2 separate regions of the Sus scrofa genome follow, and region 1 is linked to region 2. A link is a contact called in public HiChIP or PLAC-seq data. All regions are on one chromosome and are shown on one strand. The core of a region is the stretch at or near the end of the contact, and the rest is flanking DNA. Distances in the headings are between cores, read along the strand shown.

What was found. HiChIP or PLAC-seq counts read pairs in DNA pulled down with a chosen protein or histone mark.
Region 1: a contact with region 2 is called in an H3K27ac HiChIP or PLAC-seq map of alveolar macrophages. The contact joins two enhancer-like sites. A contact is called at or near these places in 1 of 5 promoter capture datasets (fetal liver), 11 of 47 Hi-C or Micro-C datasets (blood, embryonic fibroblasts, epiblast stem cells and 7 more) and 2 of 2 datasets of contacts at active chromatin or transcription factors (alveolar macrophages and skeletal muscle).

What each region holds. Positions count from the first base shown.
Region 1 is chr5:6,154,635-6,157,976 of Sscrofa11.1, reverse strand. LOC100524254 (NADH-cytochrome b5 reductase 3-like) reads right to left here. Exons shown (of 10, transcript XM_003125982.4): 3 at 966-1,038; 4 at 533-639. Among named protein-coding and RNA genes, the nearest start is that of POLDIP3, 18 kb to the left of the region's middle. Within about 2 kb of position 1,651, at least 28 of the 83 cell types and tissues checked have an H3K27ac peak or open chromatin away from gene starts, as enhancers often do. A contact at or near this core is called in alveolar macrophages, fetal liver, mesenteric adipose tissue and 1 more, where this site is marked.
Region 2 is chr5:6,110,436-6,113,882 of Sscrofa11.1, reverse strand. No RefSeq gene overlaps it. Among named protein-coding and RNA genes, the nearest start is that of A4GALT, 28 kb to the right of the region's middle. Within about 2 kb of position 1,927, at least 29 of the 83 cell types and tissues checked have an H3K27ac peak or open chromatin away from gene starts, as enhancers often do. A contact at or near this core is called in alveolar macrophages, fetal liver, mesenteric adipose tissue and 1 more, where this site is marked.

The DNA of each region.
Region 1 (3,342 bases), core at 402-2,901, 44 kb before region 2:
CCTGGCACGGCAGAGGTGCCATCACTCCTCTTGCACCACAGCAGCAACTCCAGAAAGCTTGTAATTCTCATAAAAATGTACTAGGCTGAAGTGGTCATTTCTCCTTCCCCTCAGCATCTTGTTTTTTAAGATCCTTGCTGGTTGCTCTGTGTCTCTCTGGTCTATCGTTTCTACTGGCTCCCTCTTCCCCACGGTGTGTGGCTACCCCAGCTCCCAGCCCCATGACCCCGCACACAGCACCCCCAGTGGGCCTGTGGGACGCCTCTCAGGGGATGAGCAGGCGCCCAGCTCCCAGAGCAAGAGAGTCAGCCCTGCACGAGCCGGTGGGCCTTCCTGGTTCCTCTTCTGCAGGGGACCTGGCCTTGTTTGAAGATGCTCGGCCTGAACCCAGCCCTGCCCTTGGCCGCGACCTCCATGAACTAGGATCGGCTGTGCACTTGGAATCCAGACACAGGCGAGCATAGGGCCTTTGGAGACCAGCGGGGGATGTGGTCACCCCCACCCCCCTGCAGCTGTGGCCCTGAGACCTCACCTTGATGACCAGGTCCACAAAGCCCTTGTCGTCATCACTGGAGACGGGCGTGTAGGGCCGAATGACCAGATTCCCATCAATCCGAGCCGAGAGGTAGATGTGCTGGCCTGCGGGACGGCAGGGGAGAATCTGGGCTGGGGACGATCCCCTGCAGGGCCCCTGCGTGTTGTCAACCAGCTTCCTGCCCCCTGCCCAGCATTCAGAGCCTGGCCTGGCCTTGCTCCCAGTGTCCCCTTCACCCCCGGGACTGCCATCACATCCCAGCTCTTTGCCTTTGCTCGTGTTGGCTACTGCCCTCTCATTCTGACACTCACCCTCGAAGGCCCAGGGTGGCTGTCACCTCCTCCTTGAAGCCTTCCCTGCTCTAACTGAAAGCCCCCACCTCTCTGTCCCAGCACGGGTGCCGTGCGGGCTGGGTCGGGGCCGCACTCACCCACAGGGAGGCCCAGGACGTGCTGGGGCGACGGCAGGGCAAAGCGGAACCGCCGGGTGTCATGGTTGACGACCTGCAAAGAGGCCGAGTTGCTGGACAGCACCCAAGGCAGAGGGGCCACTAGGCCTAGAACCCCCAGCCCTCTCCAGCACCCGAGCGTCATTGCGAGAAGTGACACCGACACCCCATGTAGACACACAACCTGTACACGCATGTGTGTGCGCACAGAGGTCAGGCACACATGGGTGTGTCTCAGTTTCTGCTGGCCTGGAAAAGGACAATGACCCACCCAGGGTCACATCGTGTGGTAGTCAGAGCAGGGAGTAAGCTCAAGATCCCAAAGGGAGGCTGCCAGACAGCCCAGAAAATTCCAAAGGCAGGAGCGAAGGAGCCATCTCTGCCCCAGTTTGAGAAGTACCCTGGGGCGGTGGGAAGAGTTCGGGGGCTGGGCCGGCAAAGTGCACAGTGCTGAGACAAGGACTGGGACTCAACAGAGGGGCTCTAAAGCCACTATGCTGAAAGCTCCCCTCCGGGACAGAAGCAGGGCAGCATGACGGGGTGGCCTGCGCAGGACAGGAGGCGTGGCAGCCTTGCTGCCTGGGCGGTCGCTGGGGCTGGCCAAGGCCTGGGGCCCAAAGCCAGGCCTCACCCCCGCACAGCGTGTGCACCCGGGTGTGGTCACTGGGGGAGGGCCACTTCCCCTCCAGGCAGGGCAGAGGCTGCTGAAGGGCGAGGCTGAGCTGGGGAAGGAGCCTGGTTAATGGGCCAAGGACAGCGAGTGCCCTGCAGGCAGCTGTGGTCAGAGCCGGGAACCAAACCTGTGCCCTGACTCCGAGCGGGCTCCGGAAGGCCCCTGTGGGGTCTCCCTGGCACCAGGTCAGCAGGATGGGGACAGCAGGCAGCTAGCCGCCCAGCCTACGCTCATACCCACACGAGGCAAGGTCCAGTGATGGACAGTGATACCCCCTGGAGGGGGGCGACAGAGCTCTCCAGAGGGACAGAGCCTCACTCTGAGCACCACGGCAGAGGCAGGTGGCCTGGACCTCGGGAGAGACGGTGCCCAGCCACCAGTCAGTCTGCTGGTGGCCAGCGGGCCTCTCAGTCCCACAGCCCAGGCCTGAAGCTGCAAACGGAGCCCCGGGGCCTCCTGCGAGTGGATGGCAGGACGATCAGCTGGTCCTGGGGCTCGAGATCAGGAAACCACGCAACAGACGTTTTTGGAGGAAGAAGAGAAATCAGGAAAAGACACTGACAATTATTGTGCTGCACAACCTCCAGCCCAGCACAGCGGAAGTCACAAGGCTGGGGTCTGAGAGGGCTTAGCACGGAGCTGCCGTGCAGAAGGCTGCTGGCCCAGGGGATGTGAGCAGCAGATGCAGAGCTTTGGGCCGCCCTGCGGATCACCTGGTCTGTTCAGCTCACGGAGGGGAAGGACAGGCAGCCGGGGGCCCTCCCTGTGCCACAGCAACAGTATCAAGAGCAGGCACACCTGCCGACCTTGCAAAGCCACGTCTAGGCTACCATGCGGGAGGGTAACGGCTGGGATGTCTGCCACCTGCTCAAAGGGGCTGGGAGGGTCCATTGTGTGACATCCTTACCAAAAAAAAATACTAGACAGTCATCAAAAATAACGAATTGAGGGAGGGTTCCCTTATGATGCAGAGGGTTAAGGATCTAGCATTCTCACTGCTGTGGCTCAGGTTGAGTCCCTGGTCCAGGAACTTCTACATGCTGCAGATGTGACCAAAAAAAAAAAAAAAAAAAAAAAAAAAAAAAATTAGGCTTTGGGTTAGACAGGAAAAGGTGTCCATGTTGTGTAGCTGGGTAAAAACTCAGGTTATTAAAAAAGAAAAATTAAATACACACATACCTATACCTTCACACACCATGTACATATGAATGTGACACCAGAAGAGGCTCAGGCTGACCTGCGACTGGAAGTGGGGAAGGGGGACACTCACACCTCACAGACAGAGCGAGCACCGAAAAATTATAATTACTTCTAGAACTAAAAAACAAGGAAAAAGAATTTTCAAAAAGGAAAAGGGGAGTTCCCGGTGGCCTAGGGGTTAAGGACCCAGCATTATCACTGCTGAGGCACAGGTTCATCCCTGGTCTGGGAACTTCTGCATGCTGTGGGCATGGCCAAAAAGAAAGTTAAAGATTTCAAGACATTATGATTTTGTTTAAGTTTTAGTAAGAAAAAAATTGTGTATAAAACGTGGAGGCAGTTCCCATTGTGGATCACTGGTAACGAATCAGACCAGTATCCATGAGGATGTGGGTTCGATCCCTGGCCTCGCTCAGTGGGTTAAGGATCCAGGGTTAGCAGGCCACAGATATGTGGCATAGGCCAGCATCTGCAGCTCCAATTCGA
Region 2 (3,447 bases), core at 678-3,177:
GGCCTGTGGGTTCATCTCTCAGCTCCACGTGGCATCAGCTGGGATAGTGGACTGCCTGGATGATCCACTCCCCGGAGAACTCACTCACAAGGCTGGGAGCTCGGTGGAGACTGTGGGTGAGCTGGGAGCCTCTTTTATCCTCCAAGTGGGCCTGTCCCTCGGCTGCTCGGGCTTCCTCACAGCATGGCCTTTGGATTCCAAGAGGAAGGAAGCGGAAGCAGCCTGTTTTCTCCAAGGTCAGGGCCAGAGTGGCGCACCGCTATTTCTGCTGGCTCCCGGTCCCAGTCCAGACTCAAGGGGTTAGATGTAAGTGCCACGTCTTGATAGGAGGGGCATGTGCATAAAAGAGGGGAGGGATGGCTTGGAACCATCTTTGGAGATCAGCTACCACACCTCTGATTTTACATATGAGGAAACAGACTTAGACATGGGACTGGAGGCTCAGGAGCTGGAATGATAATAGAAATAGGATTTATCAAGCTTTTCCTAATGTGCCCAGTACAGTACTGGCCGCTCCCACAAGCGGTCCCACTCCAAACAAATAAGGCAAGAACAATTATTCTGCCCATTTTACAGATGAGGAAACTGAGTCACAAGCAGGTAGGTAACCCGCCACAAGCCATGCAGGAAGAGGGCCCAGAATCAAACCCGAGCCGTCTGGGTCCAGAGCCCACCGTCTGAACCAGCAGCAAAATCCAAAAGCCATTACGTTTTTTCTTGAGATGTCATTTTGGCATTAACAACACAGTGGAACTGTGCCCAAAACACTGGCAAGTTCCAAATAAAACAAAATGCGACATTCTTCATACTTCAGTACAAGGCATTCTGGAAGTGTGTGCCATAGAATGACTTGCATTTTCCCACAAGAGCCCGAGGGGTCAGACATGGCAGTTCCTCCCCATTACCCATCTCTCTGTCTTATGTAGCAATAGATGTTTTAGCTGGGCACCTGTCTTCCCACCTACCTGTGCTTCGTCCCTAGTTCCCCTTGCAATTAAGGGGAGTAAGGTCTAGTCAGTGGGTTAAGAGCAGAAGCGATGGGAGTGATCTCTGGGTTGGGTCTGCTGGCTGACTAGGGGTGCAATGGCAGGAGCTGGAGCAACCGCTTTGGACCATGAGACAGAAGTTGAGTGTGGAGGGACCAATAGGGTAGCAGAAGCCTGGGGTGTTTGAATGATGTGGGGAAGTAGCCAAATCCTTAAGCCCTGACTGTCCACCTCTGGCCTCTTACCTAAGAGAGAAATAAAATTCTACCTTCTTTAAGCCTTTGTTAATTTCAGTGTTTGTTTCTTCATCTCAAATTGTATGGTAATTTACAGAGGATCCAACAGGAAGGGAAAGGACTTGTCCAGAGATGTAATAGCTGGGCCAGCAGGTCTGTGGTTCTTCCCTGTCCTGAAATTCTGTGGTTTTGTGATAGGAGAGGGTTGGGCGGAGCTGAGGGCTTCCAGCTGTTTCGAGGCTCGAGACTGGAGGCTGCTCTCTTCCTTTTCTTTGCGTGAACTATTTTCCCTTAACCTCAGTTCTGACCTTCTGTAATGGAACTGGGGGTTGGACTGCATTTAAAACCCAGATGGAAAGTAAGAAGCTGTTTGCAGCTGAATTTTCCTTTTAGTCTCTCTGGGAAGTTGGGACAGTTTATGAATATTTTGCAACGGCCAGAAATCCATTTTGTGAAATGCTGCTTTTGTGTTTTGTTTTGGTTTGGTTTTTTTCTCTCTGCCAAAACATCACAAAGTCATCAGGGGTTTTATAAACTCTGATTAAAAAAAAAAAAAAACCTAACACTTGATTTCCCAGCATGGCTAGGATATGGCATTTCCTGGTGAAGAAATATTCCATTTATTTAGCTTCTCTGAGGTTGTCGAGCATGTAGGGACTTTCCTGGGACAGGGGACAGAGTGAAAAGGCCATGACTAGGGGTGACAAAAGCAGAAGCGAGAGGGGATGTGGGGTGGCCCGGGGTTGGGGCTGGGAGCCCCAGCCACCGCAAAGCTCGAGCAGAGGCGGAAATGGAGGAGAGGGTGATGGAGCAGCATTGGCGGGGCTCAGAGTTCTGAAGGCAAGGAAGTCAGGTGGCTGGTTTCAGGGGCACAGTCCCCACGCTGGCCTCTCTGTGATAGGCTGCTTCTGTCCAGGGGGACTCGTTTGGCATGGCTGGTCAGACTGGCGAAATATGGGAGAAGCAGAAGTTGATTAAAGACCAGTGTCAAAATGACATTGATGCAACAGAACAAAGGGTGGGGGAAAAATGTAATTGTAACATATACATGTAAGGATAACTTGATCCCCTTGCTGTACAGTGGGGAAAAAAAAAAAAATGACATTGACCACAAATGTTCTGTCCTGACCTAGCCATCTTGCAAAATGGGTCACATACACCCTTCCTCAAAGGGTGAGTGTGAAGCTTAAATGCGTTAAGCGTGTATAAAGCGCTTATGAGCCTGCTTGGCTGAGAGTAACGGCTGGAAAGGGTTCCTTGTCCCTGCCGCTGCCTCGTCATCATCATCATCATTTTCTCCCCCTCCCCCACTCAGGTGAACAGTTATTTTTTTATTTTTTAAATTTTTTTATCTTTTTTGCTATTTCTTTGGGCCGCTCCCGCGGCATATGGAGGTTCCCAGGCTAGGGGTCCAATCGGAGCTGTAGCCGCCGGCCTACACCAGAGCCACAGCAACGCAGGATCCGAGCCACGTCTGCGACCTATACCACAGCTCACGGCAACGCCGGATCGTTAACCCACTGAGCAAGGGCAGGGACTGAACCCGCAACCTCATGGTTCCTAGTCGGATTCGTTAACCACTGCGCCATGACAGGAACTCCATGGTGGACAGTTATTGACTGGAGTCACTTGTGGGCTTTCATGACCAAGAAAGTTTTTGTCATAAGAAAGTTCCACGTTGCAATTAAAACAGTGGGTTGCTAAAGGCAAATGAGGAGGTGATTCCGTTTCCCTGAGATTTGAGGAACTTCGTGTTTGGGATTTTTGTCTTTGTTATTTTTTTATTTTTTTTGTCTTTTTGCTATTTCTTTGGGCCGCTTCCGCGGCATGTGAAGGTTCCCAGGCTAGGGGTCTAATCGGAACTGTAGCCACCGGCCTACGCCAGAGCCACAGCAACGCAGAATCCAAGCCGCGTCTGCAACCTACACCACAGCTCACAGCAACGCCGGATCGTTAACCCACTGAGCAAGGGCAGGGACCGAACCCTCAACCTCATGGTTCCTAGTCGGATTCGTTAACCACTGCGCCACGGCGGGAACTCCCGGATTTTTGTCTTTGAAGCGCAGTCGATACTGACACGTATCCCCTTGGACGGCTTTGAAGTTCCACCACCGCCTTTGCCATGGTGCTTCCCGCCCTGGCCCCACCCTTCCCAGCTCCTCTTTATGATGATTGAAAACAAAATTAATTGCGGTAAAATACACATAACATAAAGTGTAGCCTCT